Regions from separate parts of the Mus musculus genome. Here regions 1, 2 and 4 are each linked to region 3. Evidence: chromatin contacts called from public promoter capture Hi-C data. All regions are on one chromosome and are shown on one strand. Each heading gives the region's core, a stretch centred on a gene start, on an enhancer-like site or on the middle of the called end of the contact. The rest is flanking DNA. Distances are from core to core; before and after follow the strand shown. Region 1 holds the start of Nefh (neurofilament, heavy polypeptide). Region 2 holds the start of Cabp7 (calcium binding protein 7). Region 3 holds the start of Hormad2 (HORMA domain containing 2). Region 4 holds the start of Sec14l4 (SEC14-like lipid binding 4).

Region 1 (3,081 bases), core at 231-2,730, 510 kb after region 3:
TCATTTTTACACAGCAATTACTAAAATTCGCGATGTTATGTACTGAGCAAGTAGTGGGACGAAGCCTGGTAGAACGAATACTCCTGTTCCACCCACTGCGCAGGGTGCGCAAGAAAGGGTGGGCAGAGTTGGCATGGCAAGCGGCTGCTGGATACCTGATACGCTGGGTCCAGACGGGGCTTGCTCCATTTCAGATGGGAGATCAGTCTGAATCTGGGGTCTAACAGTGTGTGGGGCACAGGGGTTGGCCCCGGTGTTTAATTACAGACATAAAAAATGTGGAGGGTGGTTTCCTTTTTCTAAAGGAAAATCCAGAGTTGGGGCGCCCCAAGGGAGGGTCTGGGTAAAACCGCTACTTTGTCAGGTGGCATGCACCTCGCAGCGGGTCTAGCTACTTCTGAGAGGAGTCCTCTCGGGCTGCTCACTGCTCCGCCAGGAGGGGGCGACCCCTTCCCACCCCGCGCTCCCGCGCACCTCGGAACCACTCCTCGGACTGCAGCGTGCTCTGCACCGCGTGGCCTTCGAGCTGCGCGCGGATCTCCCGCAGCGCCGACGTCACGTCGCACTTGAGGGCGTCGCGAGCCTCGGCCTGAGCCTGCGCCTGCGCGGCCCCGCAGCCCTGGATCTGACCGAGCAGCTCGCCCACCTCCTCCTGGTGGTGGCGCCGCAGGTAGCCGCACTCCTCCTGCAGCGCCTGCGCCTTCTTCTGCAGCTCCACGCGCGCCGCTTCCGCCTCCTGCGCGAAGCGCGCCAGGGCGCGCGCCGCCGCCTCCGCCTCCTCACGCTGCCGGGCCTCCTCGTCCAGCCGCTGGCGGACGTGAGCGATGTCCTCCAGCAGGTGCTCCTGCTCCAGGCGCAGCTGCCCGCGCGCCGCCCCGAGGCGCAGCACGGCGCCGCGCATCTCGCGCACCTCGCGCTCGTACAGCTCGCCCATGGCGGCGCGGCCGGCTTGCTGCTGCCGCAGCGCCGCCGCCTCGCCCTCCAGGCTGCGGTTGTGCGCCTCGAGCTGCCTCACCTTGTCGATGTAGCCCGCGAAGCGGTCGTTCAGAGCCTGCAGCTGCTCCTTCTCGCTGCGCGCCGCCACCGCCGCCACCACGCAGCCCTCTGGGCCGTTGCTTAGGGTGTCTAGCGAGTCGGTGCTCGAGGCGGCGCCGCGGAAGCGGCTGGGTGAGGCGGACACGGAGCTCACGGACGTCCGCGCCCACGAGTGGAAGCCGCTGGAGGAGCCGGCCGCGGAGCGCGTGCCGCCCGGGCCTGCCTTGCGGCTCAGCGAGTAGTGCAGGCTGCCGCCTCCGTGCAGCGGCGCGAACGGGGCGCCCAGCAGCGCATCGGCGCTGCCGAAGCTCATCATGGCCGGAGCAGGTGCGGCCGCCAGCGGAGCGGGAGTGCGGGGCTGGGACGGGGCAGGCAGCACTGCGGCAGCTCTGGGACTCCGGCTCTTTTATATCCGCGGTGGCCCGGTCCGGCCCCTCGGCAGTGGGGGGCTGGGGAGGAGGGCCCCACCCTCTCCACCTCCTCCCCCGCGGCCCCGGGCCGACCGGCTTCTCCGCAGTGAGAGGGGCGGGGCTGGGGGGGACGACCCAGGAGTGAAGGGGAATCGACGCATCGTCAGTAGAGCCTCCCGAGGTCAGACCAAGGAGTAAAGGACTTCCGGAGCGGACAAGTGCAGACCTCCAGGTGCATGTCGGAAGACCCTATTAGTCAGAATAAGACCCTCAGAATAAGAGAGGGCACTGGAAATAGGGAGAGGATTGCAGAACTGATGGGTCAGGGCGCCTTCGGGTTGAAGCAGTGGGAGACTGCAGTGATTACTATGAGAGGACACCCCCACTTGAGAAGCAGCACAGGGTTGGTTCCCTGATAGTTAGAGAGGACCTTGAGATGAGGAGTGCAGACTGCAGTCACCCACGAAGGGATTCTGTATGGGGTTGCATGATGGATGCTACTGATGATAAATGGGGACCTTCTAGCTGGCGGTGCAGTGTTCCCCAGATACTACAGCGGCCCTGGGCCACCCAAAGGGGCTTAAGGAACTGTACAGCTGGCTTCGGGGTTGGGGTTGGGGTGGGCGTGGAGTTTGAAAGGACCGCAAAGCTACCCTGAGAAGGAGAACACTGCAGACGGAGAAAGGGAGCGCTGGGTGAGAGGAACGTGGTGCTCTCTAAAAATTCCAGTGGCCACGACTGGAAAGTGGAGTCTCCTCTTGCCCGGAAAGGAAAACTGCCTACGAAGAACAGGGGGTCCCTCAGTAGGCAGCAAGAGCCTCAACACCGAAGCCAAGTTCTGCCACAGGGTGGGGTTAGCTTCTGTGCTTCGCTAGCTGAATGACCTTGTACAAATTGTGTTCTCCTATGTTTGGTTTTCCCTTGTGTGCAAGAGACAAGATGCAGCTCCAAGCTCCCATGTGCCCCTAGGAGGTTCGAACTTGGGAAATGTCTGGCTGATTTTGGGGAGGAGAACCCACATATTGCCAGTCGGAATAGTAACCAGTTCCTCTCACCTGAGAACTTTGTCTTTCTCCCTTCCTTGCCCGATTTTTCTGCTTTATCTTGGCATCTCATTCCTTTTCCAGAATAGATGAACCAGTACTGCCGTAAGCATCCCCTTTCATGCTCCGAGGAAGTGGTGGAGTGGTTTTTCAGTACCAAAGTCCACCGACCTCCATCATGAGCCCTACTGAGGCTTCAGGTGAAAGGGCGGGGACGGCGGAGGGGCTTAGACTTGGAGCTCTTGCTTTATTATACGGCTCGTTCTTGGTTTGGTTTTCCGGTCAAAAGCGGTGTTAGTGGACGGAGCCGCCCGTGCCGCTATCGCTTCAGCACCACGGACAGCAGCCGCTCCTCGGATGGGAAGGGTTAAATCTATGCCTAACGGAGTAGGGAGGTTCCATAGCTTTTCCAAGCAGTCCCTCTGTGCGGTACAGGGGAGGATTGGATGAGTCATATGACGGGCTCGAAACGACCTACGGTTGTATGTAAGTGACCCACCCCTGCATGTCCTGTCCAGTGCCTGGCTCTCTGTGAAGTTCTTTCTCCCTGCAAACCTCTTCCCGGAGCAGAGAGAGCCCCACTCCAATGCCCA
Region 2 (3,527 bases), core at 848-3,347, 310 kb after region 3:
CAGGTTATGTGGGGGGTGCTGGGAGCAGGGGAAAGGAGGCTGGATCTCTCTGGGGAGACATGCCGCCTCTGTCCCAAGAGTGGAGAGAAAGGGGTGGATGGACGCTTCTGCGTGGCTCAGAATTAAAGGCAGTAAAGGAAAGGGAAACTGGCCTGCGCCCTGCACCCCTCCCGGGCCCCATCTCTTCCCCTCAACCTGGAGGAGGCTCTGCTTTGGTCCAGACAGGACAGGACCTGGGGTTTCCGGGGTATAGACTAAGCACACATCCTTCCATCTGTGCCTCCACTGTTGGGGCTGAGAGCCCCTCTGCGACTTTTCCTGCTTCTGAGTTCATGGGGGGTGTGGGAAGTGGGTGTCTGGTGGACTGTGGTGCAGTGAGCATGGCAGTTGCACCCTTTCTCTCTCTCTCCACTGTCTACTCGCCCAAAATTTGCCCCAGACCAGGCCTGGGCTGAGGACAGACTTCCCGAATGGCTTCCCCTGGGCTCCCACTAGTATCCTTTCCTATGTTGGTCACTCCAACTCACTCCTATGAGCCCAAGTGGGACCCCAAAGCTGAGACCCCTTGACTACAGAGACCGGAGACAGGCCCATCATCTGGGTAATCTCAACCCCTCCCCCAGCAGCCGACAAACACCCTAAGGGACCAAGACTCCCATCAGCTCAGAGTCTCCGACTCCACTCCATATGGGGCCTCAAGAGGCCTGGGGGGAGGGGAATCTTGAGCACACCCCCGCCCCCAATCTCAGCAGAGAAAAAGCTAGGAAGGCCCCAGGGGTCTCACTGCGCCCCAGGACACTCAATCCAGGAACCCCAGCCTCGGCCTGCTGCTCTGATCTTCAATAGCCAACTGCCTGCGTGCGGTCCCTATTCCCGAAAGGCACGGGGACTAGGGTCGGGGGGAGGTTTAGGTTCCGGCCTCTGCCTTTCCTTCCAGGCTTTTGCTATCGCGACCGAGCCTCCCAATCCGGCCACTTGTTGTCGCCAACGCCTCCCAGCTGCCTCGGCAGCGCACGGGTGGGGGGTCCCTCGCAGGGCCGCAGAAGGGGATGGGGGTAGCCCTGCACCCAGCAAGAGCGGGGCAGTCGCCCTCTCTCCCCTTCTCCCACTGCCGGAGCAGATTGGATTCTCAACGCGACACGAGCGGAATGTCAATAGGAGCGCAGAGCCACGGGCGGGCGCCGCGGAAGGGATCAGGATGCGGACGCTCCGGTGGCGGGCGCGGGGGGCAACAGCTCGGACTCTCCACTTCAGCCCCCGCCGCCTTGCCGCACCGTCACCGCCGGCCACGCGGCCCAGTGACCCCGCTGCGGGGCCCCGCAAGTTTCCGCAGCGCTGGGGGCCACGCGGGCAGGGGCCGGGCTGCTCCTGCGCCGCGGCGACCCCCACCGCGGCGCCCGGGGCCACCCGGCCGTCCCGCCTCCCGCGTAGCCGCTCATCCGAGTCGCGCAGCAGGGTCCCGGGCTCCCCGGGCCAGCGCGGCACCAGGGCGCACAGGTAGGAGGGCTCGTGGCAGGGGTCCCGGCAGGGCACTCACCCTCTAGCTCGTCCTCAGGGATATCCACCGGGCGCTGCTCCGACAGCAGGTTGGGCACGGTGTAGATGCCCCGGTACATCAACGCCGCCGTCACCGGGTGGAACGGCATCTTGGAGGCTCCGCGCCCGCCCGCCCGCCGCAAACTTTGAGGCCGGGGCTCATGGGCCGCCGGCGGCCCCGGGGGCGGCTGGAGCGGGCGGTGCGCGCGGTGCGGCGCGCAGTGGCGGCGGCGAGGCAATGGGCACCCGTCCGGGACCTAGCGCCCCTGCGCCCCGGGCTGTCGGGCCATGCCGCCGGCTCCTTCGTTGGGATCCCGGCCGGGGGCTCGCAGGGATGGCGGGGGCGGCGCCGCTCCGGCCTCTTGGCTCGGACCGCTGCGCGCTGCGCTCCCTCCGCGCGCTCCGCGTTGCTCGCCGCCCGCTCGTCCGCTCGCTGGTGCGGCTGCCCGACCCGCCGCTCCGGCTCCCGCCGCTGCCGCCACCGCCGCCGCCGCCACCGCCGCCGCCGCCACCGCCGCCGCCGCCGCCGCCTGCACTCCTCACTCGCTCGCTCGCTTGCTCTGTGCGGCGCTCGCCGCGCTCCCGCCTCCCCCGCCCGCCCCTCCCGCCCCCGCCCCTTCCCGCTGCCGGCCCCTGAGCGGCCACCCCAAGCCCTCCCGGGCGCCTTCTCTGGTTCTCCCCGACTCTGCTTTTCCCCCAGTCTGCTTCGGATTGCTGTCTCCCGCACCCCACGTTAGCAGCCAGCAGGACCCGGGTGGTGTGGACCAGGGGTGGAGCCGTTCCTTGTACCCCCTATCCCACCTGCCTCCACTAACCCTCCCCCAGCGAGAGCGGAGAGCTGAGAACTAACGACTAGAGACCCAGAAAGGTGAGGTTGCTCCAGGCGCGAGGGTCCTCAGGACCAGTAATCCTCAAGTTGGTGCCAGGAGAGGCTCCAAGGTGGGGAAACTGAGGCTTAGAAAAGGACATTGGCCAAGGTCACCAGGCAGGGCCAGCAGGCAGAGGCCAAGCACAGATCTGCAGGAGACTCCGCTGGCCTGTGGCTGACACCAGCAGTTGACTTGATCCCACAAAGGGCTGTTGTCCTGGCTCCTTCCTGAGCCCTTGCCTCTCAGTTTGCAGAGCAGGAGCCAAGGTCTGTCTCATGTCCCCAGGGGCCATGAGGAGGAGGCAGACGACCCAGAGCCTGTTGGTCACATGGCTGCAGGTTAGACCTTCCTCCGGTCCTTAGCATGTGTTCTATGGGGGTGGGGGTAGGTGTCTGGAGGGGGGGGCAGCATGTGCATGCGTTTCTCTTCATCTTTCGTTCAGGACACTGTGAAGATACGTTTTCAAACCCACTTGCAGATGAGAGTGTTTGAACTGTGCACGGCCACCTACATGTGAGCTGTGAGCTGGCAGCGAAGGGCAGAAGCCCGGAAGCAGGTGTGGGCAGGTGCGAAGGCCCTTGGGCTGGGAGTGCTATGCGTATCCGAGCACAGATGTGTGTGTCTCCGTGTACAATTATGGGATCTGGTGAGCCCCTGGCCTGGGTGGGCCTCAGCTGGCCTCAGTCTCATTCCTGGAACCCTCATCTGAACTATCTCCCTGCCCCCTTGGGTCCAATCAGCCAAAGGCCCCAGCAGGAAAGCTGATTGCCACAGCCTGGCCATGCCCTTCCCTGGCTGATTACATTTTTCTGCTTGTTTCTGCTTTTGTCGCTGATTAATCATAGCCCTGTCTTGGCGCCGGGAGAGAGGGGCTCAGTGAGAGACAACACCCCCAGCCACCCTGGGCCAAGGCAGGCCTGAACCTTTAGGACTTGTCTAGGGCTCTGGGTTTCTCATAGGCATGTGAAACCTGTAGAGAAGCCAGACAAACCCTGGCTCCCATCTGAATGTCTGTTCCAGGCTTCTGGCCAGTTGCTATCTATTCAGACCTATAGTTGGAGTCGTAAGAGCCCCTGAGAAGCACCCATCCCCAAAGCTCTTCTTGCGCACTTGAGCATCCAT
Region 3 (3,079 bases), core at 503-3,002:
AAGTTATGTCCTCATTGCAATACATAGTATATTATATCTATTTTGTGTATGTGACTACTTATTGTGAATTAAATTAAGAGTAAAATTATATCTGTTGAGCTTGGTATTTTTGAAGGTTTGTTTGTATGTTTGTTTGTTTTTTTAAGTGCTCCAGCTTCAATGAGAGTTCCTGTCTTTAAAAAAAAAAAAAAAGGGTAAAGGAGCTGGGGAGATGGCTCAGTGGTTAAGAGCACAGACTGATCTTCCAGAGGATACAGGTTCAATTCCCAGCACCCACCTGCAGCTCACAACTGCCTGCAACACCAGACCCAGTAAAGTTGATGCCCTCTTCGGCCCTCAGTAGGCACTAGGCCCCCACATACATAAAGCAAAACACCTATACAAGTTAAAAAATAATAATACAAATAAAAACCATTTTTTAACACTAAGCAAGCAAAGAAGGTAATAGACACTAACATCTGACCTCCAAATGCACACGAATTTCCAGGTGTATGAAAACACAGATGTGCACAGAGAGAAGTAAAATGCTCTGGGCTATATGGCGAGCACCTTTGGGGTGGTACTCAGGAGGGAGGGGCAGGTAATCTCTGAGTTGGAGGCCTGGACAGCAGGGCTACACAAAGACCTGACTCAAACCGGATTTAATAAACGCCTTTAATACCAGCACTCGGGAGGCAGAGGCAGGCGGTCTACAAAGTGAGTTCCAGGACAGCCAGGGCTATACAGAGAAACCCTGTCTCAAAACAACAACAACAACAAATACAAAAACAAACAAACAAACAGACCTGACTCAAAAAGCAAAAACAAAAAAACACGAACAAAAACCATCAAATTTTAATAAAAAAATTGAAGATCAGCAAGAGAATTTGGTTTGCCCAAGTCCTCCCTGTTAAACCTTTTGCTGAGCGTACGTCAATAAATTATTAGCCACCATTTTCACAAATTCCATTTGTCCCTGATAATTCTGCTACTTCATGCTTGCTCGGACTAAGCGGTTCCTACTGTATTAATTAGGTATTTGTTCACGCTCTTTGGTTTTTAAAAATATATTTCTCATGCTAGTTCCATTAATCCATATATTCAACGTTTACTGTGCAATTTGCACTGTTCCAGGTAAAACACGGGATTACAAAAAGTTAAATATGGTCTTTGCCTCAAGAAATGAATGGTCTGATGAAGGAGAAATTAGGCTATCGTCCTAATAAAATCTACCACCTTTTAGGGGCAAGAACCACGCTTACACTTTGCTTTCACTAGGTGAGCAGATAACGTACTACACGGCCCATTCATGCTCCTATCATGTATATGTGCATCTAAATCAGGTTTCCACACACTAGGGAAACCTGACTATGTGTCGTTCTGGGTCTGGCTTATTTCACTTAATTTAGTGATCTCCAGTTCCAACTTTTAAAAAAGGCCTAAATCATTCAGCTATTAAAATGATGGAAATTCAAGGTCTACCAGTTCATTCCTCGCCACCGCATCGCCACCAGCTCTTTGTTTAACGTGTGAAGTTTTTCACCGTCCAGAGTAGGCAACCATGATACCTGAAGCTTCCGGTCCTCGTTGGCCCTCCGCCACGATTACACGATTACACTTCTCCTCAGAGGGCTGGCGAGTTCCACAGATGAACCCAGTCAATTAAAAAGAACAGAGAAGTGTGAACTTGAAGACCCCAGAACCCACCCGAACGCCTTCCTCCGGAGACCCCGCGTGTGAACACGCGGCGAGGCCTTCCCCTCGGCCTTTACCTCAGCAGAGGCCAACGGCTTTTCCTGGCAAAGCCCACCCCTCGGCTTTACGACTTTCCGGCCAGGGCCACAGGAGTCTCCTCATGCCTAAGTCTAAGGTTGGCCCCTCAGCAGGCCTTGCTCTACCTCATGAATATGCAAAATAGGGCAGCAGGCAGCCTACCCACCCGGGCTGTGGGCGGAGCCTGCGTTCCCTTGGTGTGGGGAGCTCCTGGAGCCTTCGAGGACTGCGGACTGTGAGGGGACGCCCACTTGGATCACCTACATAACCAGAACTGAGGAGAGGCAGGGCATGGCTGATGGGAACAGTACACCTGATGGGGGTTCTCCAAGATCTGAGGCTGGAGCCTGGGAGGGCCTGGACTCAAACAGAGCGCTTTGCAGTCCTGGGGGCTTTGCAAGTCTCTTTCCTAGACTTGGACCCCACTGTAATCTTCTACTGTAGTGTTTAATTATGCGGCTAAAACTTGCCTATATTAACCTTTCTTTGTGCTTCACCTATCTTAGCCCCACCCCCATCCCCATCCCCGCCTTTCTCGTGTGTGTGTGTGTGTGTGTGTGTGTGTGTGTGTGTGTGTGTACACTAGGGAGCAAGAGGGAGACATAGCCAGAAGCAGAGACACCTAGGAGAGTCCAGAGTGGTCATGATGACCCTGAGCCATGTGAGGAGAGGGAGCAAGGTATGAGAAAGAGGAGAAGGGGAACCGGGTGCAATGACCAGGAGGCAATAAAAGGGGGGGGGGTAACCAAAATGGTTGGATTATATAGGGAAGTGCACCCCAGCCCGTAGGTGGAGAGTTCAGGGTAGGGACAAGGTTTGCCAGACAGAAAGGCCCTGGTTGGACTGAGAGATGCTTGGGAGAACCTGGTGGCCATGTCTGCTTTAATATGTTAAATAGGCACCTCAGCCATTTGTCTGGGTTTGAGACCTAACATAAACCACAATCCAGGTAAAAATAGTTTAGATTTTTTCAACCTTTGCCATAGTTAGTGCCCCTCCCTCCAATCTTCACAATCAAAATGGTTTCTAGACTGCCAGCAGTCCCTCCTTCCAACTAGGTTCTGCTTGGATCCTGTACTTTCCAGAAGTAACTTTTTATTTGGTTTTAAAGGTCCATTCCAAGTCTCAGAATTAACTTTCCTGGTTGGACCCTCAGACTCCCCTCTATACTGCCTGTCTGTCTTTGTTTTCCTTTGCTGTAGTAAAGACATCATGACCAAAAGTAACTTGGAGGGAGAAAGGGCATATTTTATCATCCAGCTTACACAGCATCTTGAAGAGAGGTCAGAAACTCAAGCAGGACAGAAACCTAGAGGCAGGATCTGCA
Region 4 (3,484 bases), core at 908-3,407, 410 kb before region 3:
CACAAGTGCTCTGAAGCACCGCGTCACCTCTCCAGGCCCAGGAACCTGGATTCTCAAAGGGGAGAAAGAATAAGCAGAACATAGAGGGTTTGTAGGTCAGTGAAAATATTCCCTCTGAAACCACAGCCAGGGACATGTCCTTTTACAGTTCTTAACCCCTACTGACTCCTAAAACTGCCTTAGAGAAGAAAATCTATCGATTACAAAATAGGCCTTTCATTCCAGCACTCACGAGGCAGAGGCAGGAGGATCTCTGGGTTTAAGGTCAGCCTGGTCTACACAGTGAGTTCCAGGTTGGCAAGGGCTGCGTAGTGAGACCCTGTTTCAAAAAATAAAAACTATGAAAAAATAAAATAAATGCACTTTGTGCGAGTCCACCCTGAGTCCTTTCATCTGAGGAATAGCTCAGCCTGTAGAAGGCTTGTCCTGTGTTCCAGCTCCAGAGCCATATAAACCAGGTGTCCCAGTTAGGGCTACTGTCGCTGAGACACAACAGCATGACCAAGGTAGCTTGGGGAGGGAAAGGGTTTATTCAGCTTACACTTCCACACTGCTGTTCAAGGAAGTCAGGACAGAAACTCACACAGGGCAGGAGCCTGGAGGCAGGAGCTGGTGCAGAGGCCATGGGCGGATGCTGCTGACTGCTCACTTGCTCTGGATTGCTCAGCCTGCTTTCTTATAGAGCCCAGGACCACCAGCCCAGGGCTGTCACCACCTACAAGGGGGTGGGCCATCCCTTCATCGATCACTAATTAAGAAAATGTCCTGCCGGGCATGGTGGTAATGCCTTTAATCCCAGCACTCGGGAGGCAGAGGCAGGCAGATTTCTGAGTTTGAGGCCAGCCTGGTCTACAAAGTGAGTTCTAGGACAGCCAGGGCTACACAGAGAAACCCTGTCTCAAAAAAAGAAAAAAAGAAAAAGAAAATGTTCTATAGATTTGCCAGTAGCCTAATCTGATGGAGGCTTTCTCAAAGGTGCTCCCTCCTTTCTGATAACTTTAGCTTGTGTCAAGTTTATATAAAATTACCCAGAATACCAGACTTGATGGCCCCTGCCTGTAATCCCTTCACTGGGGAGGTGGAAGCCGAAAGATCAAGAGTTCAAGATTCTCCGTGGTTACACAGTGAGTCTGAAACATCTTGGCCTACGTAAGAACCCTGTCTTTTTTTAAAAGTGTATTTTGTATATTTCAGAATATCTGAAGTTATAATATGAACATACATGTATCAGTAGGAAAACTGAATAAAATAGTTACTGTTTCTGGTGCTAAGTCATTGAAATCTGATTTGCCGTTTCTACCTAGCACAGGCCATACTTGTTCCTGACCAACCACATCTCCAACAGACAATAGTCCAAAGGACAGTGAGCCCTTGCTTGGTCACCCCCTACCTAAAACTTAATTTGATCCATGGGACGACAGAGGGGAAAGGTGTCAGTGGCCTGTTTCACTATCTCCTCCCTGCTCAGGTGCCACCTGCTTTGCAGAAAATTCATGCCAAGGCAGCCTGTGTTTTCTCATCCTACCCAGAGAGGTCAGCCTACTCAGTGTGGCTGCCTCCCACCCTCTACCTCCCAGAGGCTCACCCCTGGGCCATCCTGTAGTTCCCGCCTGAGCTGACGGCCTTCATAGAGTGTTGAAACTGTGTGTGCCGTGCCAGGCATTCTGCTAACACAGGAGACATGGTCTTACCTAATCCCTCCTAACTTCTAGAGGTCTGGAGCCATTTGGCAAATAAGGGCTCTCCTGGCCAGCAAACATTTGTGGAGCGCAGCCTGTGTTCAAGGTCGGGGGAGGGGGGCTGGGCTCTCCTTGGGCAAAAGGACTCAGAAGTGGTGACATTTTCAACTCCCACTTGGCTCCGGAAGTGTGTGCTCCACGTACCTGTCCTTAGGTGAGCACTTTCTTAACACCCACTCCCCACACACCTACAGTCCCACCCCCTGAAAGCGCGTGAAGACCTGGAGGTGAGGGCCACTTGCTACCTCAGACTCTCAGGACACCTCTTGAGATCTGGTCACCTCTCTGTCCCCTTAAGGTAGGCTTGATGACCTGGGGCAGACAAAACAAAAGAAAAACAAAAACAGGGGAGCACTGGGTAGGGCGGGGCAGGAACAGGGATTCTCCCTTGGGGCGGGCCTCCCTTGGGGCGGGATCAGCAGCAGACCTGCTAAGTAAAGCCCTGTGAAGGTGGCAGCAGCTGAGGCCTAGCAGAGAGCACCATGAGAGGACAAGTCGGGGACCTGAGCCCGCAGCAGCAGGAGGCTCTGGCCAGGGTAAGGGGTGAGGGGTGAGGCGGGAGGGAAGGCACGGGAGCCAAGCAGAACCCAAGCGGCCCGCATTGGCTACAGCTTTATGCAGGGACTGGTTGGCGAAGCCAGCGCCTCCCGCGCACACCTGGGCTAGGACCTCTCTCTACCTCTGAGCAACTGCCGGTGTGTGTGCGTGCGCGTGTGTGCGTGTGCGTGTGTGTGTTTGCAAGTTTAGCCTTCCAGCACAGCTCCCACCACCCATCCCTGGCCTCTGTTCCCAGGCCAGTGACTTCTGCCAGGCAGATTAGGAGATCCCTGCCAGATTGCAACAGTGTTTGGTTTGGTTTCTGTTGCTCGGGTTCCCAGTCTTCTCCCTATCAGACTTACTTGTTTACTTTTAATTATGACAGAGAAATAGAGGGGCTAGGGGTCTGATTTTTGAGAGCCTCCTGCAGGCTGTACCTGGAGAAGGGAAAGGCTATGAGGAAGGGGAGTCCCATCCAGGTTCTCATTCAACCTCGTTTGAAGGGGAAGCTTAAGAATTGTGACAGGTACTGAAGGTGTTTAAGTCTGGAATCCCAAGCCTTGCGAGACAAAGACCAGAAGATTGTGGGTTCAAGGCCAGCCTGAATTTAGTGACACTGTCTCAAGGAACAAGAGATGAACGGCTTGTTTTGTAGTGTCTCCCATGCGGAAGAACCTTACAGGGAGACATGAGAATCCTGGGTGAAGGAGGGGACCTGGAGATTCAGCCATTAAGGGGTCCTTAGTGGAACAGGAAGGACCCTCTGATGAGACTCCCAGGGCTGATGGTCTCAGAAGGCACCCGGTGCCTCCTGAGTTCTTTTGGAACTGGAAACATGGTCTCTGGGAGTGGACTATGATAGAGAACCCCACCAGCCACTCCTACTTTCTCCACTAACTAAAAGTAACAAATGCTTGCTATGTTAAAACATATAGGAAGAGAAAGGAGGAAGGAGGGGGAGGCTAAGGACGGCCCAGAGCTCTGTACTGCCTTGCCCCGGATCACTTCCTTCCAGAGTCCTCCTGAGCTAGGGTGGGCCACTGTGGTCACACTTCAGACACACAGTCTTCAGTGTGGCACTGTAAGGTGGCTTCTCTCCAGGCTGAGTTAGAAGTCACCTGGAGGGGAGGATAGGTATAGCTTTGTTTTTTACAGGGCACTGGCCCCTTTCACACCCTCCAACCCCCACCCCTGACAAAATTTCCTTT

What was found. Capture Hi-C pulls out chosen DNA fragments and counts their contacts.
Region 1: a contact with region 3 is called in a promoter capture Hi-C map of liver, with 2.2 times the contacts expected there. The contact joins the promoter of Nefh here to the promoter of Hormad2 in region 3. A contact is called at or near these places in 6 of 39 promoter capture datasets (the 3T3-L1 cell line, cranial neural crest, embryonic stem cells and 3 more), 2 of 484 Hi-C or Micro-C datasets (embryonic fibroblasts and neural progenitor cells), 1 of 115 datasets of contacts at active chromatin or transcription factors (astrocytes) and 2 of 9 other capture datasets (embryonic stem cells and liver).
Region 2: a contact with region 3 is called in a promoter capture Hi-C map of adipose tissue, with 7 times the contacts expected there. The contact joins the promoter of Cabp7 here to the promoter of Hormad2 in region 3. A contact is called at or near these places in 11 of 39 promoter capture datasets (the 3T3-L1 cell line, the C10 cell line, the HPC-7 cell line and 6 more), 1 of 15 datasets of contacts at CTCF or cohesin (the NIH/3T3 cell line), 7 of 484 Hi-C or Micro-C datasets (bone marrow-derived macrophages, embryonic fibroblasts, embryonic stem cells and 2 more), 6 of 115 datasets of contacts at active chromatin or transcription factors (embryonic forebrain, embryonic stem cells, fetal liver and 1 more) and 3 of 9 other capture datasets (adipose tissue, liver and macrophages).
Region 4: a contact with region 3 is called in a promoter capture Hi-C map of adipose tissue, with 4 times the contacts expected there. The contact joins the promoter of Sec14l4 here to the promoter of Hormad2 in region 3. A contact is called at or near these places in 7 of 39 promoter capture datasets (the 3T3-L1 cell line, the SN4741 cell line, embryonic stem cells and 3 more), 1 of 484 Hi-C or Micro-C datasets (cerebellar granule neurons) and 4 of 9 other capture datasets (adipose tissue, embryonic stem cells, liver and 1 more).

Annotation. Positions count from the first base shown.
Region 1 is chr11:4,946,584-4,949,664 of GRCm38.p6, forward strand. Nefh (neurofilament, heavy polypeptide) reads right to left here and starts at 1,481. Exons shown (of 4, transcript NM_010904.3): 1 at 475-1,481. The coding sequence starts at 1,351. It also overlaps a transcript of Ap1b1 not described here.
Region 2 is chr11:4,745,082-4,748,608 of GRCm38.p6, forward strand. Cabp7 (calcium binding protein 7) reads right to left here and starts at 2,098. Exons shown (of 5, transcript NM_138948.4): 1 at 1,538-2,098. The coding sequence starts at 1,646. Gm35102 (a long non-coding RNA gene) reads left to right here and starts at 745. Exons shown (of 4, transcript XR_003949631.1): 1 at 745-1,497; 2 at 2,237-2,404; 3 at 2,691-2,743; 4 at 2,848-3,527.
Region 3 is chr11:4,439,330-4,442,408 of GRCm38.p6, forward strand. Hormad2 (HORMA domain containing 2) reads right to left here and starts at 1,753. Exons shown (of 11, transcript NM_029458.1): 1 at 1,548-1,753.
Region 4 is chr11:4,029,625-4,033,108 of GRCm38.p6, forward strand. Sec14l4 (SEC14-like lipid binding 4) reads left to right here and starts at 2,158. Exons shown (of 12, transcript NM_146013.1): 1 at 2,158-2,275. The coding sequence starts at 2,222.